2 separate regions of the Sus scrofa genome follow, and region 2 is linked to region 1. Evidence: chromatin contacts called from public Hi-C data. All regions are on one chromosome and are shown on one strand. Each heading gives the region's core, a stretch centred on a gene start, on an enhancer-like site or on the middle of the called end of the contact. The rest is flanking DNA. Distances are from core to core; before and after follow the strand shown. Region 1 overlaps KCNMA1 (potassium calcium-activated channel subfamily M alpha 1). Region 2 overlaps KCNMA1 (potassium calcium-activated channel subfamily M alpha 1).

The links. A called contact is a pair of places that touch in the nucleus more often than the background predicts.
Region 2: a Hi-C map of skeletal muscle shows a contact between it and region 1, with 5 times the contacts expected there. The contact joins two enhancer-like sites. A contact is called at or near these places in 1 of 5 promoter capture datasets (liver), 5 of 47 Hi-C or Micro-C datasets (liver and skeletal muscle) and 1 of 2 datasets of contacts at active chromatin or transcription factors (skeletal muscle).

What each region holds. Positions count from the first base shown.
Region 1 is chr14:79,964,631-79,971,768 of Sscrofa11.1, forward strand. The region is part of intron 1 of KCNMA1 (potassium calcium-activated channel subfamily M alpha 1); the gene reads right to left. Among named protein-coding and RNA genes, the nearest start is that of KCNMA1, 140 kb to the right of the region's middle. Within about 2 kb of position 2,956, at least 8 of the 83 cell types and tissues checked have an H3K27ac peak or open chromatin away from gene starts, as enhancers often do. A contact at or near this core is called in skeletal muscle, where this site is marked.
Region 2 is chr14:80,070,047-80,077,184 of Sscrofa11.1, forward strand. The region is part of intron 1 of KCNMA1 (potassium calcium-activated channel subfamily M alpha 1); the gene reads right to left. It overlaps LOC110256684 (a long non-coding RNA gene), which reads right to left and starts at 1,400. Exons shown (of 2, transcript XR_002338555.1): 1 at 1-1,400. Within about 2 kb of position 4,070, at least 5 of the 83 cell types and tissues checked have an H3K27ac peak or open chromatin away from gene starts, as enhancers often do. A contact at or near this core is called in skeletal muscle, where this site is marked.

The sequences.
Region 1 (7,138 bases), core at 1,706-4,205:
CTTCCTGGCTCTGCCCCAGCCCAGACGTTTGTGGGCTCACACCTGCATCACTAGTCAGACTCCTTGCCAGTGGTGGCCCTGACTTGTGGTCTGTCTCCCTTCTATGCCCTCTGGCACCAGGCTGCCCAATCTTGGATCTTACCATCGAGTCCCATCTCTATCACACCACTGTCCCTCTCCACAGCCCCTGATCCCTGTTCACCACTCAGAGGACATAACGTGGCCTGCCCATTACCTTCTGCACCGCTGGTGAATGCGCCAAGAACACTCACCACCTAGGGCCTTAGACTTCTCAGGCCCTTTCTTCTCATTTGTCAAAGAAAACTTGTCATGCACCCACGCCTAGAATGTTCCCCTGAGACGCCAGCAAGGAAGCCAAAGCCAAGGGTGCCAACCCTGGAGGCTGGTGCATGTGGACACATATAGCTGTGTGCTGGCTCCAGCCCAAGGGGCAGGCAAAGGAAGGAAACAGCCCCAATGGGAAGAGACCTCAGGCCAGAAACAGACATCTTGTCTCCCCAAGGAGGAAGCAGAGCACTGGCTCCTGGGCTGCTCCCAGAAGGCTGCCAGTCTCTGGACTTCTGCCTCCCTGGGAAGCTTGCTGGCTCCAAGTCTGGCTGAGACCATCCACCAGAGATTCTCAGCAAGCTCAGTCTGTTAAAGTAGAGCCCCTCTTAGAGGCCTTGGAAGAAGGCCCACTGGGTCTAGACAGCCTTGGATGGCACAGCGTCTCTTACGAGGTAGCCTTGATGAGTCTGGCCCACCTCCTCTTCCCCAGCCAGGGGTCCCTAAGTCATCCTTGAACCACAGACTGGCTGGCCCTCAGTTCTGTCCCTGGACTCCAGACCCTTCCCTACCAGCTTACCGATGGCAAAATCCCATCTATCTGTTGCCCTTCTAATCAAAACACTCACCTAGGGAGTTCCTGTCATAGCTCAGCAGTAACAAATCCAACTGGTTAGTATCCATGAGGAGCCGGGTTCTATACCTGGCCTTGCTCAATGGGTTAAGGATCCAGTGTTGCCGTGAGCTGTGGTGTAGGTCACAGACGTGACTCAGATCCCACATTGCTAGGGCTGTGGCATAGGCCAGAAGCTACAGCTCTGATTGGACCCCTAGCCTGGGAACTTCCATATGCCATGGCTGCAGCCCTAAATTTAAAAAAAAAAAAAAAAAAAAAAAAAAACCCTCATCTAGGACAGGCCTTTCAGCCTTTCAGATAAAAGAGCACAGGGAGTTCCCTGGTAGCCTAGTGGTTAAGGATACATTGTTATCATTGCTATGGCTTGGGTTCCATCCTGGCTCCAAACTTCCACACATCATCACATCATGGGTACAGCCAAAAAAAAAAAAAAAAAAAACAAACACCTCATGACTGTTACAAAGAACGTTCTAGAAAAAGCACTCTTGATGGGAGAGAGATTCTGAGCACCCTGCCAGACCATCCGGCACCCAGAGAACAGCATACCTATAGGCTCACTTGTTTCACAACAGCCCTTTGAGGGAGCTATGAACACCCCCCCATTTTGTAGGGAAGCTACGAGACATTCAAAAATTTAAGTCAGTTTCCCAAAAGAGGGCACAACAGGAGGCTGGTGGCACCCACCACACCCCCCATGGACGTATTTTCCCCACTCCTTCCAGCTAGTGACTGTCTTTACCTGGTGTTCCATGGGTACCTGTGTCCCTGAAACTCAGCCTCTCCCACATTCCACTGTCTCTCTCTCACCAGCAAGTACAAGCCTCATCTCAGAGAACAAACCTCAAACCTGCCTGAGGAGGTAACCACTGACCTGAACATGTCCCCTCTCAGTTTTCTGTCCTAGTGTTTCTTAGAAAAACCCTGCCCTGTTTGCTTAATGAATTTTCTGAAACAGCCAGTACTTTATCATCGACTGTCATTTATGAATAATCAACGTCCAGTGGGGAAAGAGCCGCCTTTCTTAGCCTGGGAGGCTGTCTGCATATCACATTTGATGCCTCTGGAGTATCAGGTACCTCAGTAGAAACAACTGTCAATCAACCACACCTCAAGGATGTGAGTGTTCCGAGCACCAGATCCAGATTTGGAAATGGTACACCAAGTTCACGCCCTGTGAGAGTGAGCACACACGCAGTCCACTCCCGACACTGCTGCTCTCGCTTCCTGACAATGAATCAACCCTGCATGAGAGCATCTACCTCTGGGTTCTAGAAACCCCCAGTCAGGCTTCTCTACCCCGAGTTCCTAGATTGAGAGCCTGTGATGTGTAAGGAGAGCTGGCAGAGGACCTACCCCTTTATCATAAAGTCTCCTGATCTAAAAGAAAGTTTAGTTTTGCTAGACTTCGCCCACTGGGACCAATGCTGCCACTGAGTCACAGGAGCTGAGGCTGCAATGGGCTCATCCAATTCATTGTCAAATCCAGAGGCCCCCAGTCCTGCTAACACTTAAGATCTGAGGTGGGGAAAATGGGAGAAAGTGAAAGACACAAGTAGAAGGTAAGGAGATGACAAGTCAGGAGGCAGTGGTGCCCCGCACCCACTCCCACACTCAGGAACAAGGGCAGTGGATATAAAGAAAGGCCCTTCAACTGGCCTCAGAGGGAACTGTCCATTTACGAGTCACCATGGTAACTTGGCACAGGCTTGCCATGCTCTCCTGTCCAGATTCCTGTTGACATAACCAAATGAGTACAGCAAGCCTGGGGAACTTACAGAGCTCAGGATACTTGCTTGGAATAGGGGCCATCACTGTGCCAGAAGGCGCAAAGAATCTCAGAAGGAAAAGAATGATGAGCAAAGAGAGAAGGCAGTTGGCCCCTGGGGCGGCCCGGCTGCGGAGGCAGAGGTGGGGGCCGCCAAACACCCACACAGCAGAGCTGCCAAGGGAAGGTAAGCCAGGAGCAGGGCAGAGAAGCCACACACACCAGGTCCCTCTCGTCAATGGAGGAGCCTCGGTGGCGTGTGTCAGCACAGCCCTGGGAAGCCCCAGGAATCACATGGCAGGTACACCAAGAGGAGAACTGGCTGGGGGCAGGGGCTTGTCCCTGACATGGCAGGTGGCAGCTCCAGGAAGGAGCACAAGTCCAAGCACAGTTTGTACCTGGCACGGTGGCCAGGTCAAACAGAGAGCCAGATGCAAACATTTGGCTCATGGTGCAATGGGCTCACCAAACTTGGGGAAGAAATATCACAGGGATTAAGTTTCCCTTCTGGAACAACTCACAGATCAAGCTCATTCGCTCGGCCTTACAATCCACTGGATCACGTGAGACGTCAGTGCCCTGGTAGAAAAGCCAAGAAAAGCATTTCTATCAGCAGTGAGGTGGACAGTAAAAGGGACCCAGGGGAACTGGTCCTCTCTCCTTATAGGCAAACACTGTCCACATTCATGGCTGAACACCACCAAAAACTCCCACCAGACCTGTGAAAGCGTTCAACACAAAAAGCAGAGAATGTATCACTCAAAATGAAGACAAAGAGATCTGGAAAAGAGTCACTGTCCAGAAGGCACCCTATCAGCATGGCCAAGAGCATGGACACTGCTGTGAAACTGAATGACCCTACATCCTGGCCCCAGCACTCCCTACCGTGGGAGGCTGGGCAGAGTTCAACCTCTCTGAGCACCTGTTTCCCCACTCTATACAGTGAGTGAGGACACCCAAGCACATGCCTCCCAGACTCGCTCTAAGGATTATATGGAGTAAAGCATGCACATGCTTAGCATGGAGCCTAGAGCACAGTTCTCAGTACATGAGGGCTCCCATGATAATGGAAGCATCAAGTATCCATCTATTCTATGTCTATAATAGAAATCAAGAGAACTTATCTCTGAAACAAGATGTGTTGTGCAGGACACATTTAAAAAGCACTGCCAAAATGAAAAAGAAGAAAGATGTGAGCAGAAATACTATGAAGTCTAAGACAGCAGGTAATACAAAAAGATGACAGATATAGAAGACAGGCAGCCAATTCGGAATGAACTGAATTGCAAACTATGAAAACACACACACACAAAAACAACTTTCTAATAGTAAAGGTAGACCCAGGTCTGAAGGTAAAAATGCTCACTGATAACTACGTATATATTTATTTCATAATGAAGACATGAAAACAGAAGACAGCAGATTGTCTACAAATGGAAGAAAACCAAGGAGGGTATCTATCTGACTTCTGCAAAACTCAACAGCAGGGCCAAGCTGTCACTCATACTGGACGAAACAAAGTATAATGAATCGGAATAAAGTTTTCAGGAAAGCTCTATAGGTGTTAACCTTTTCATATTTATGACAAACATGTTAATCCAAGTAAGGAATTTGGGAGTTCCTATTATGGCTCAGCAGTTAACAAACTCGACTAGAATCCATGTGGATGCGAGTACAATCCCTGGCCTTGCTCAGTGGGTTAAGGATCCCGCGTTGCCATGAGCTGTGGTATAGGCCACAGACACGGCTTGGATCCTGTGTGGCTGTGGCTGTGGCTTAGGCAGGCGGCTATAGCTCTGATTGGACCCCTAGCCTAGGAACCTCCGTATGCAGCAGGTACGGCCCTAAAAAGACAAAAAAAAGAAAAAAATAAAAGAAATTAGGAATGCAATGTAGGGGATGCCCATGATAATAAAGATCTGGCAACAAACACTCAAATCCATTAGGTCTAAATAATTGTTATAACTGTGATGTATCACAACCAAAATGAAAGTTAAAAATAAGACTTCTTTAAAGAGAAGATAACAATGTAAAAAAGATGTAATAATAATAGAGATTTAAAATATCAGACTACAGAATAAAAGCACAAAGGTAACATTATGGGGTGGGGGATAAAATCTCACTGTTATTTACCTTACATGGTAGGGAGTCAAGAGATGCTGTTTCATTCTGAACATTAATCATTAGCAAAATATGGCTGAAGAATAATTTTAAGTATCTGAGAAACAAGGGTAGAGCTAACATTGCAAGTCATTGAAAAGAGTATATAACACAAAAATTTAAATCGTTCACTTTAGCAAGACAAAGGTGTCTGCAAAGAAACATAAAAGCAAAACAGAAGTTGGAGTTCCCGCTGTGGCACGGTGGGTTAAGAACACAACTGCAGTGGCTCAAATCACTGAGGAGGTGTGGGTTCAATCTCCAGCCTAGCACAGTGGGTTAAAGGATCCGGTGTTGCTGCAGCCAAAGCTTGGATTCAGTCCTTGCCCTGGGAAATTCCATATGCCACATATTTCGCCATTGAAAAGAAAAGAAAGCAAGAAGGCCAAGATATAGTCAACTGAGGTTGGTAGATGCAAACTATGACACTTAGAATGGATAAGCAATGATATCCTATTGTATAGCACAGGGAACTATATCCAATCTACACATCCATGTTATAAGATAGAATATGATAGATGATAATATGAGAAAAAGAATGTGTGTGTGTATATATATACGTGTGTATACATGTGTGTGTATGTGTGTATATATGACTGGGTCACTATGTTATACAGCAGAAATTGACACAACACTGTAAATCAGCTATACTCTTAAAAACACACAACACATATATACTATATACTGTAAAACATGCAGTGTAATAGTGAATAAATAGAATTATATACTTTTAAAAGAAATATACCCTAAACAAAGTGATAAAATAAGGGTGAAATTCTAACCATGGACCAAAATATGTTAGCAAAAATCAGGTAAAAGAAATGATGCCACATTGGAGGCATTGCTATCCCAATAAGGACATTTTCAAGAAAAAAAGTTATTAGACAATGCAAAGGGTTTTATATTGAGAAAGAGTATAATCCACAGTGAATGGTTAGAAGTCAAGGACTTCATGCACTGAGTAAGAAAGCATCAAAACATGTAACAGCAAAATGTCAAAAATAAAAGACAAGTGACAGAAACACAGTAGCAATAGGCGAGTTGATCAAACTGCTATTGCTCTGTCAAAAATTAAATTGGCCAAAACTAAACATAATTATGAATGATTGGAGGATGGCATTCACCACAGGAGACTCCAACCCTCTAGTTTCACCAGCAAGGAGACTGGGATGGGAAAGGTGAGTATAAAGTGGGGTTCTCAAAGTGTGGCCCCTGGCCCACTGCATGAGCATCACCTGGGAACTTAATAGAAATCCCATTATTGGTTTCATCCCAGAACCAATCAGAATCAGAAACTAGAGGATGGGACCTAGACCTCTAGGTGGTTCCGATACAAGCTTAAAGCTGATTCACAGATGCAGTGATGAAGCCCATAGGTTCCCAGGGCCAGGAACATCCAGCCCCATTTAATTTTTGCTGGGTGACTTCTGACAAGATGCTTAACCTCTCTGTGCCTCAGATTCATCATCCACCAACTGAGAAGAATAAGACCGCCTCCCTCTTGGGATGGCTATGAGGATGGGATGAGGTCATTTCTGTAAAGCACTCATGGTGCCTGCAATGTGATCACTCATTGATCACCCTCACTCTCATTCAGGGATACACAGCCCCCCTCCTCTTGAACCCTGCTGCTCCTCTGCCTCCCAGTTCAGTGAACCTTCTGTACCCTTCTCCTCCGAGCCTACATCCTGGGAGGATGAGCCACCCCCTGACACTAAGTCGATGCCATCTCATGGTTGGTCCCTCGCCTGCTGCGTGAGGCACTGACAGAAACCCCTCCCTGACTCTCTCCAGCTGGAGCAGATGCTCAGTGACTCACTGAGCTTGTCATTTCTGGGCCTCCTTCCCCCACCCACACTGCCCCCCACCCCTGCCTCCCAGCCTCCATCTTTCTCTCCCTGGTACATCTACAGAGCTGGGCAGAGGCAGCCCCAGACCCCTGTGCTGGTCTCTGTAGTGGAAAGAAAGCCAACACAGAGGGGAGCCTCAGGCATGTCCCAGGACCCTGCCTTCAAGTAGCACACAGGCACTACCATCCAGAGGGGAGGGAGCAGTGGCAGGCAGAAGCCACAGGCCACATGGCAAATTCTCTGTGTCTGAACAGACCAGGGTTGGGTATGTCCTAATGTTAAATGAAAATGTCCCAGGAGGCAATTTTTCTACTCATAAAGATATAATTCCAATTTGAGATGTGGCAGGGATTTCAGTATTGCTATGTATCATCATAATCAGATCATACACTCAAGCATCTTATCGCTCCAAGTGCCCAAGGAGATAACCAGAATAACCCC
Region 2 (7,138 bases), core at 2,820-5,319, 110 kb after region 1:
ACTTCGTCCTGGCCCTTCATGCACAGGAGGGTCTGACCCTGTGGATTTTGTGGCCAGCCCTCCCCGCCGTTCCAAAATACATCCAGAAACGGGATCTCACCTGAGCTTCACACCTCTGAGAGGCAAGGACATGACAGCGAGGGTCACCAAGCCACATGTGAAGGGTCCCACGGCTACACCAACATGTTCCCATCCCCCGACACCACGACCATCATGATCTGCTTCCCAACCAAGGCTACACGGGTGAAAAGAAAGGACCCTCTCCCAAATTTCATCAAAGCAGCTACAATTAAACCTATGGCCAAAGTCAAATATGTGCTGTTGACTGGTAGGTGATATACACTCCATAACTGTCTGGTGACATGGATGAGGAAACAGTTCCCTGTGACTGGGTCAATCAAGCACAAATAATGCCATCACCTTAAACTTGGATCCTATAACCTTTAAACCCTTGGAGTACACAATTGCACCTGCTTCATAATCCAGGAACCAAAGTATCTATTGGTAGCTCATTCCCACCAGCCCCAGGATGAAGCCGCTCCTGCATCTGGAGGCCACAGTCTAGTTCCAAAGGTCTATTTATTGTCAAAGGTCATCACCATGGTGCCTCCCCTCCCCACAGACCATGCTAAGTATCAAGGCCACTTTATTTGCTAGTGGCTCAACCAGCAACCATATGGACCTCAAGGAATCCCCTCGGCCCTCATGGACATGGCCAAAACCAAGCTGGTCAAGGATTGTGGCAAATTATTTGGACCAAGAACCAAAGCACATGGCACAGACAAGACTAATGTTGATGTCCAGGCAGTGCTGAATTCTGCACAAGGAATAGGAGATGCCCAGCCCTTGTTCCTTTATTTCCAAAGCTAACACTGCTTTTCACCAAAACGATACCATGCTAAGGAGCTCTGAGAGACTGGGACCATCCTTGATACATTTCACCACACCGAGGAGTGGCCTTGTGAATTGACTCCAACTAGAGAGGCACGTGAAACCCACCAACGCTTACAGCAAAATCTGATGGCATCTCCCATCACCACCAGGGCACTACAGCCTGGATTAGGAGAGAAAAATGCCCTGTGATAGGAACTTTCCAGGTTCTGATGACTCTTGTGTCTGTGGTAGGCAGACGTGCACAGAGAAATGGACAGAGGCTCATTCTTGGAGCATGACATGGAGGTCAGAGAGGTCACACACTACACGACCCCACTCATGTGAAATGGCCAGAACAGGCAAATCATAGGGACCAAAAGCAGTCTGGTGGCTGCCAGGCTGGGCAAATGCAGGTAATGGGGACTGAGTGCCCAGGGGTTTCTTTTAGGAGTGATAAAAATGGTTTGGAATTACACAGTGGCGATGGTTGCATAACTCTGTAAACATACTAAAAAAAAAAAAAAAAAAAAAAAAAAAAGTTTGTTTTTTCTTTTTGCTGGTTTTTTTGTTTGTTTAGGGCCACACCTGTGGCACATGGAAGTTCCCAGGCTGGGGGTCAAATCATCGCTGCAGCTGACAGCCTACGCCACAGCCACAGCGATGCCAGATCTGAGCCGCATCTGAGCCCACATCCTTAATCCACTGAGTGAGGCCAGAGATCGAACCCGCATCCTCATGGATACTAGTCAGGTTCTTAACCTATTAAGCCACAATGGGAACTTCCTAAAAATCATTTTAATGGGTAAACTTTATGGGATAAAAGCGATGTTTCAATAAAGCTGCTGTTTGGGTTTGTTTTTATGTTGATGGTGGAGAGGGAAAAAAATAAGTTTACCAAGCCAGGAAGTGCTTCCCAGCCTCACATTTTAGAGTTGCACCGGGTCCCCATCTCCTCAGCACTCTGTGAACCCCTATAGCTGTGGGATCAGCATCCTGCAGCTGACCTCCACTCGTCCAGCCCTCGGCAGGCACCGCCTGCCAGGCAACCCCTTCTCATCCCTCCCGTGGACTCAAGAGTTCTAAGCAAGCAAGGCACGCATGGGAACATTCTCAAACAGTTCCAGGAAACACCTCTGGGAATATTCATTCATCTGGCAGAACAGCTGGCTGCTTTTCCCCAAGCCCAGGATGGGGGAGAGGATGAAACTAGACAGCCAGCCACCCTCCTCCTAGAAGGAGACAGCGAACGTGACAGCTGACGCCAATATCCATGTTCCTCTGAGCTGCGTCGAAGGAAAAGGACAGCATGGGGCTGCAGGCCTGACAGACTTCAGAAGCCAGCAAATCGGGCATAAAAACGCTAGAGGTTCCATTAGCAAGACAGAGCAAAAAATAGGCTTCCCACATCCCCCCGTTGCCCTCGGGGCCCCTCATATGGCTAAAAATAAAGCAACGGGCCCTGGTATTGGTGTTGCCCGAGTTCTCAGGAGTCCCTGCAGGGCCAGCCTCCCCTGGGCTTCCTCCCATCGTCCAGGACTCCCTTTCTCCACCACTTCAGCATGGATTTCCACAGCACAAGGCAGGCAGCTGGGCGGCCAGGACTGAGAAAAACATTACCACTGATCATGAGGCCGGGACAGCTGTCCTTCTGGTGTCCCCCTGCAAGGATGTGGTCCAGAGCTTGAGAACCTAACATGCAGGCAATTAAGCATCTACATTAGCAGGAATGGGGGATGCAGAGCCATTCAGTGACTGGACACCCCATCCCTAACCTTCGGGGTCCAAGCCACTGTTTAGGAGAAGGAGTCAAAAGTGGGGGAGTTCCCTAGTGGCTCAGGGGGTTAAGGGTCTGGTATTGTCACTGCAGTGGCTCAGGTCATTGCTATGGCAAGGGTTTGATACCTGGCCTGGGAACTTCTGCATGCCACAGATGTGGCAAAAAAGAAAAAAGAAAAGTGGGTGGGGGGAGAACAGCTGGGACAGCATCATACCCACCTGCTCCGGTCGAAAAGCAGGAAGTGCCACCTCTTGCCCCTTCCACAGACCCCCCACCGCAGGGGCTGCAGAGCTGTGATCTTCTGCACCGCCTCAGAGCAACACAGCTTGCTGACTGTGAGCATAAAACTTGCATCAGACTGCCTGGCTTCCAGTCTCACCTCTACCACTTCCCAGCGCTGTGACCTTGGACGAGTCACTGAACCTCAGCTCTTCATCTCCAAAAGGAGGATAAAAATGCTTCCTACCTCACAGGGTTAACCTGAAGCCCTTACAAAAGCACCTGACACATAAAAGTGTGCCATAAATGCCAGATGTTATGGGGACCCACTAACAATGTCTCTTAAGGAAGTGTTTGTCAGGGCTGCCCTGCTACGTGGCAGGATGCTGGCTCTCCCTGGCCCCTGGGAAGTGAACACTCACAGTTTAATTTAGGCCACGTGACCGTCAAAACAGCTGAGTGGGGGGACAGGATTCAAACCAAGATTTTTGTCTGACCCTAAGCCCATGCCTTCAACCACCTCCTCCAAACGGCCTCCTGTAAAAAACCTAGTGGATACACACACACACACACACACACACACACACACACACACACAGCCTTTCTTATCAAAGACAGTGAGGAACAGAGAAATAGAAACTGAAAATAAAATTAGCCTCTTCAAAAAAACAATTGGCAGGCATGGCATTTATTAGTTTGTAAAAGGTATCAAATTCTCCTTTTCCAATCCTTTGAGATTACTGGATGTAGGAGCAAAGAAAGTGGGCTGCCACGCCCTTCCTAAAGATTCACAGACAGCTCTCAATAGAGGTGGGCACCTGGAAACCCAATGCTTTTTTCTGAGGGGCTCAGGGTCACTGGAAACCCTAGGTCCTGGCTTGACTGCCTTGGTCCTTCCCCAGCCCCTTCCTTTCTCAGGCACTCAGGGTGGCCACCAAGTATCACTGTGGCCCATAGAGACTCTGGAACATCCCAGAGGCCTGGCCCCATCCAAGGTGTGGCTCCAAGAACACAGTGACCCATAAAACAGCCTGGAGGCTGAGCACAAGGGAAGAGCCATAAAAAACAGGCAGTTCTAACAGCAGCTACCCCAGCGTCTGGAGCAAAGAAGCCGCAGAGGGATGTTCCCTCACCAGGACCCCACCCAGCCACAGCCCGGGGACATGGGACTGCAAGGTCCTCTGAGGCCACCTGGAAGGAGAAGCTCTTCGCCGAGTGCTCACTAGCTACCAGGGCTGCACCGGAGGCCTTCCTGGAAGGTCAAGCAGAAAACGCAGCAAAGAGCTGGCACCTGCCACAGCCGGGAAGAACTCCATGAATGGCAGCCTCAGCTCTCCTAAGCCTAAAAGCGCCCCAGCAAGTTGGGCGGGATTCCTACTTTCCAGATGGGAAAACCGAGGCCCTGGGAAGTTACACATCTAGGAAGAGACTGCAATGGGCTTCGAGCCAGACCTGTCTGTCTCCAAATAGGCTTTGCCCACTTCCTTCTTCCTTGAATGCCCCTGGAGAGGCCCAGTGACAGGGTCCAGCTGCCTGGCAGCCCTCTGCTAAGTGGCACACATAAGGCTTCTGGGGCAACATGTGGATTTTGCTGGAAGAGTCCCCAGCATTGTCTCAGGAGAGGGAGCCCCAGGCAGCTCCCCCACACTGTCATGGCTGGGGAAGGAGCTGGGCACCAACTCCCACACCCTTTGCTGGCTTGCTTGCTTGCTTTTTGGTGCTGTACTTGCAGCATCTGGAAGTTCCCAGGCTAGAGGTCGAATCAGAGTTGAAGTTGCCATGGCAATGTGGGATCCAAGCTATATCCGCAACCTACAGATCCTTAACCCACACTGAGGAGGCCAGGGATCAAACCCGTATCCTCACTGGCACCATGTCCAGTTCTTAACCCACTGAGCCACAATGGGAACTCTATACCGCTCCACTTTCGCATCCCACGCCAGGCTCCACAGGGCCCTGGGACCGCCAATACGTGGCAATGTTAACAAAAACAGCTTGTACTTAGGGTGCTTCTTAAATGTCTCTCATTTAACCCATATTAGCTCACTGCAGGGGCGCACACTAGGAGGGAGAGGCCCATTTTACAGAGAACTGAGACGGATGGGTATGCAGCTTGTCCGAGGTCATGCAGCTGTAAGTGGTAGAGTCAGGGCTGAATCCATGCTCCCTGCAACCCCACCCCACCTCTGGGGACACAGCCACAGATGTGTCCACTTGAACCATCTTCTGGCCGCACTGTACTGGTTGCAGCCTGGGTCTCCTCCTCACAACCCACCTTCCACCCTTCGCCAGACCCCCTGGCCTCCCCAGCCCCTCTGCCTTCATCCCTTTGCAGCTGAAACTGCTTAAAAAAGAGCCAGGCTGACTCTAAGTTTAGGGTCACCCAGCCTGCCCCATGTCCCACTCCCACAGTCAGGAAAGAGAATAGGACAGTCAGATACCAGAGCCTCCTCCAGAGAAACACCCAGACCCCAAAGGTCCTTGACACGGCTTCCGCTCCTTAGCGTCAAGAAAGACAAGTTTGTGGAGTTCCCGTCGTGGCGCAGTGGTTAACGAATCCGACTAGGAACCATGAGGTTGCTGGTTCGGTCCCTGCCCTTGCTCAGTGGGTTAATGATCCGGCGTTGCCAAGAGCTGTGGTGTAGGTTGCAGACGCGACTCGGATTCTGCGTTGCTGTGGCTGTGGTGTAGGCCAGTGGCTACAGCTCCGATTGGACCCCTAGCCTGGGAACCTCCACATGCCATGGGAGCGGCCCAAAGAAACAGCAAAAAGACAAAAAAAAAAAAAAAAAAAAAAAAAAAAAAAGAAAGACAAGTTTGCAACTGGCAGTTCCCTTCTCCCTAAGTCCTATCTGGGTCCTACCACTCCATCACTGGGCCCCGCTTGGTGACCTGGAGCTTTCCCTTCCTGAAGCAGGCAGAGCCATCTGGATTTACCAAGTTCAGCCAAGCAACTCTTGCTAAGAGCCATCCTGGTGGTCCCAGTGCCATCTTGGACACCTTGACCCTACAAAGACCCTACGAGAACTTTGGGAAAGCTGACTTTCCCAAAGACGCTCGCCCCCGCCTGCAGGCACGGATGGCAGTGGCCTTGCTCCCTTCTCCCTCCTCATGACTGTTTGTCTCTAATAAATCACCCTGGCCAGCTTGGAGTGTGACTCACCTGACCTAACAGCGCACATGACCCTGGACTTGGGATGCCTCCAGGGCAGGATCTTTGGGCAAACTTTCAGCAAATATTTACAGGGATTTATCAGTTAGAAAGGTAAACATGATGGGAAGAGCTGTGGGTTAGGGGAGGAGCTGAATATATCAGGAAAGGGTGTGAGCAGGATGCTTCCAAGGTTGAGGAAGCGACCTGGTCTCCCTCAGCAGTGAGAAGGGGGAGAGGAGGGGCAGCTACGGGAGAGAAAGACCATGCTGCTGCAGAGGGGAGGGCTGCTCCTCTTACCTCTGTCTTCAAGGTGCTGTTCCCCTGCTGCATGCACTTCCTAGACTCCCCTCCCCCTTAAAACATTGTTCCTTTACATCATGCTGTGGTTGGCATGACCCCCCCTCCCCGCCATGTCCACGTCCTAATCCCCAGAATCTGCAAAGTTTCTTACATGGCAAAGGGGGCTCTGCCATGTGACAAAGCAAAGGCAGCTGGGATGGGGAGAGTACCCGGGATTATCCCTAAATGTGCTCCCAAGGGTCCCGATAAGAGGGAGGCAGAGGGCGAGCTGACTATAGTAGAGAGCATGCGAGCTGTGACGGTGGAGAGAGACCGAAGTGATGCACTTGGGAGCTGAGGCCACAGGACAAGGACCACAGGTGGCTGCCGGCAGCTGCAAAAGGCAAAGGAAGGATTCTCCCCACCACTGCCGCTGCCACCACCCACCACTACCACCACCACCCTGGAGCCTCCAGGAGGAACCAGCCCTGCAGATGCTTTGATTGCAGCCCAGAGAAACCAATTAGACTTCTGATCCTCAGAACTGCATGAGAATAATTCACGGTGATGGTAGTTTGTCACAGCAGTGACAGGAAACTAATCACACACACTCGGTCCACCTGAGTGAAGGCGCCTTCTCCAGGCTCAGCACCGTGTTAGCCACAAGAGGTTGAGCAAGAGAGACCCATCCTTGCATTCCACTCCTAGAGCTTCTGGTTGTCCTCACTGCTCCTCCATCCCCTCTCCTGGGTCCCTAGGCCCTGGAATGTGCTGCCATCTGCCTCCCTAAGCCCTCCCCATCCTCGCAGCTTCCAGCCCACTCCCTCCATCAAGCA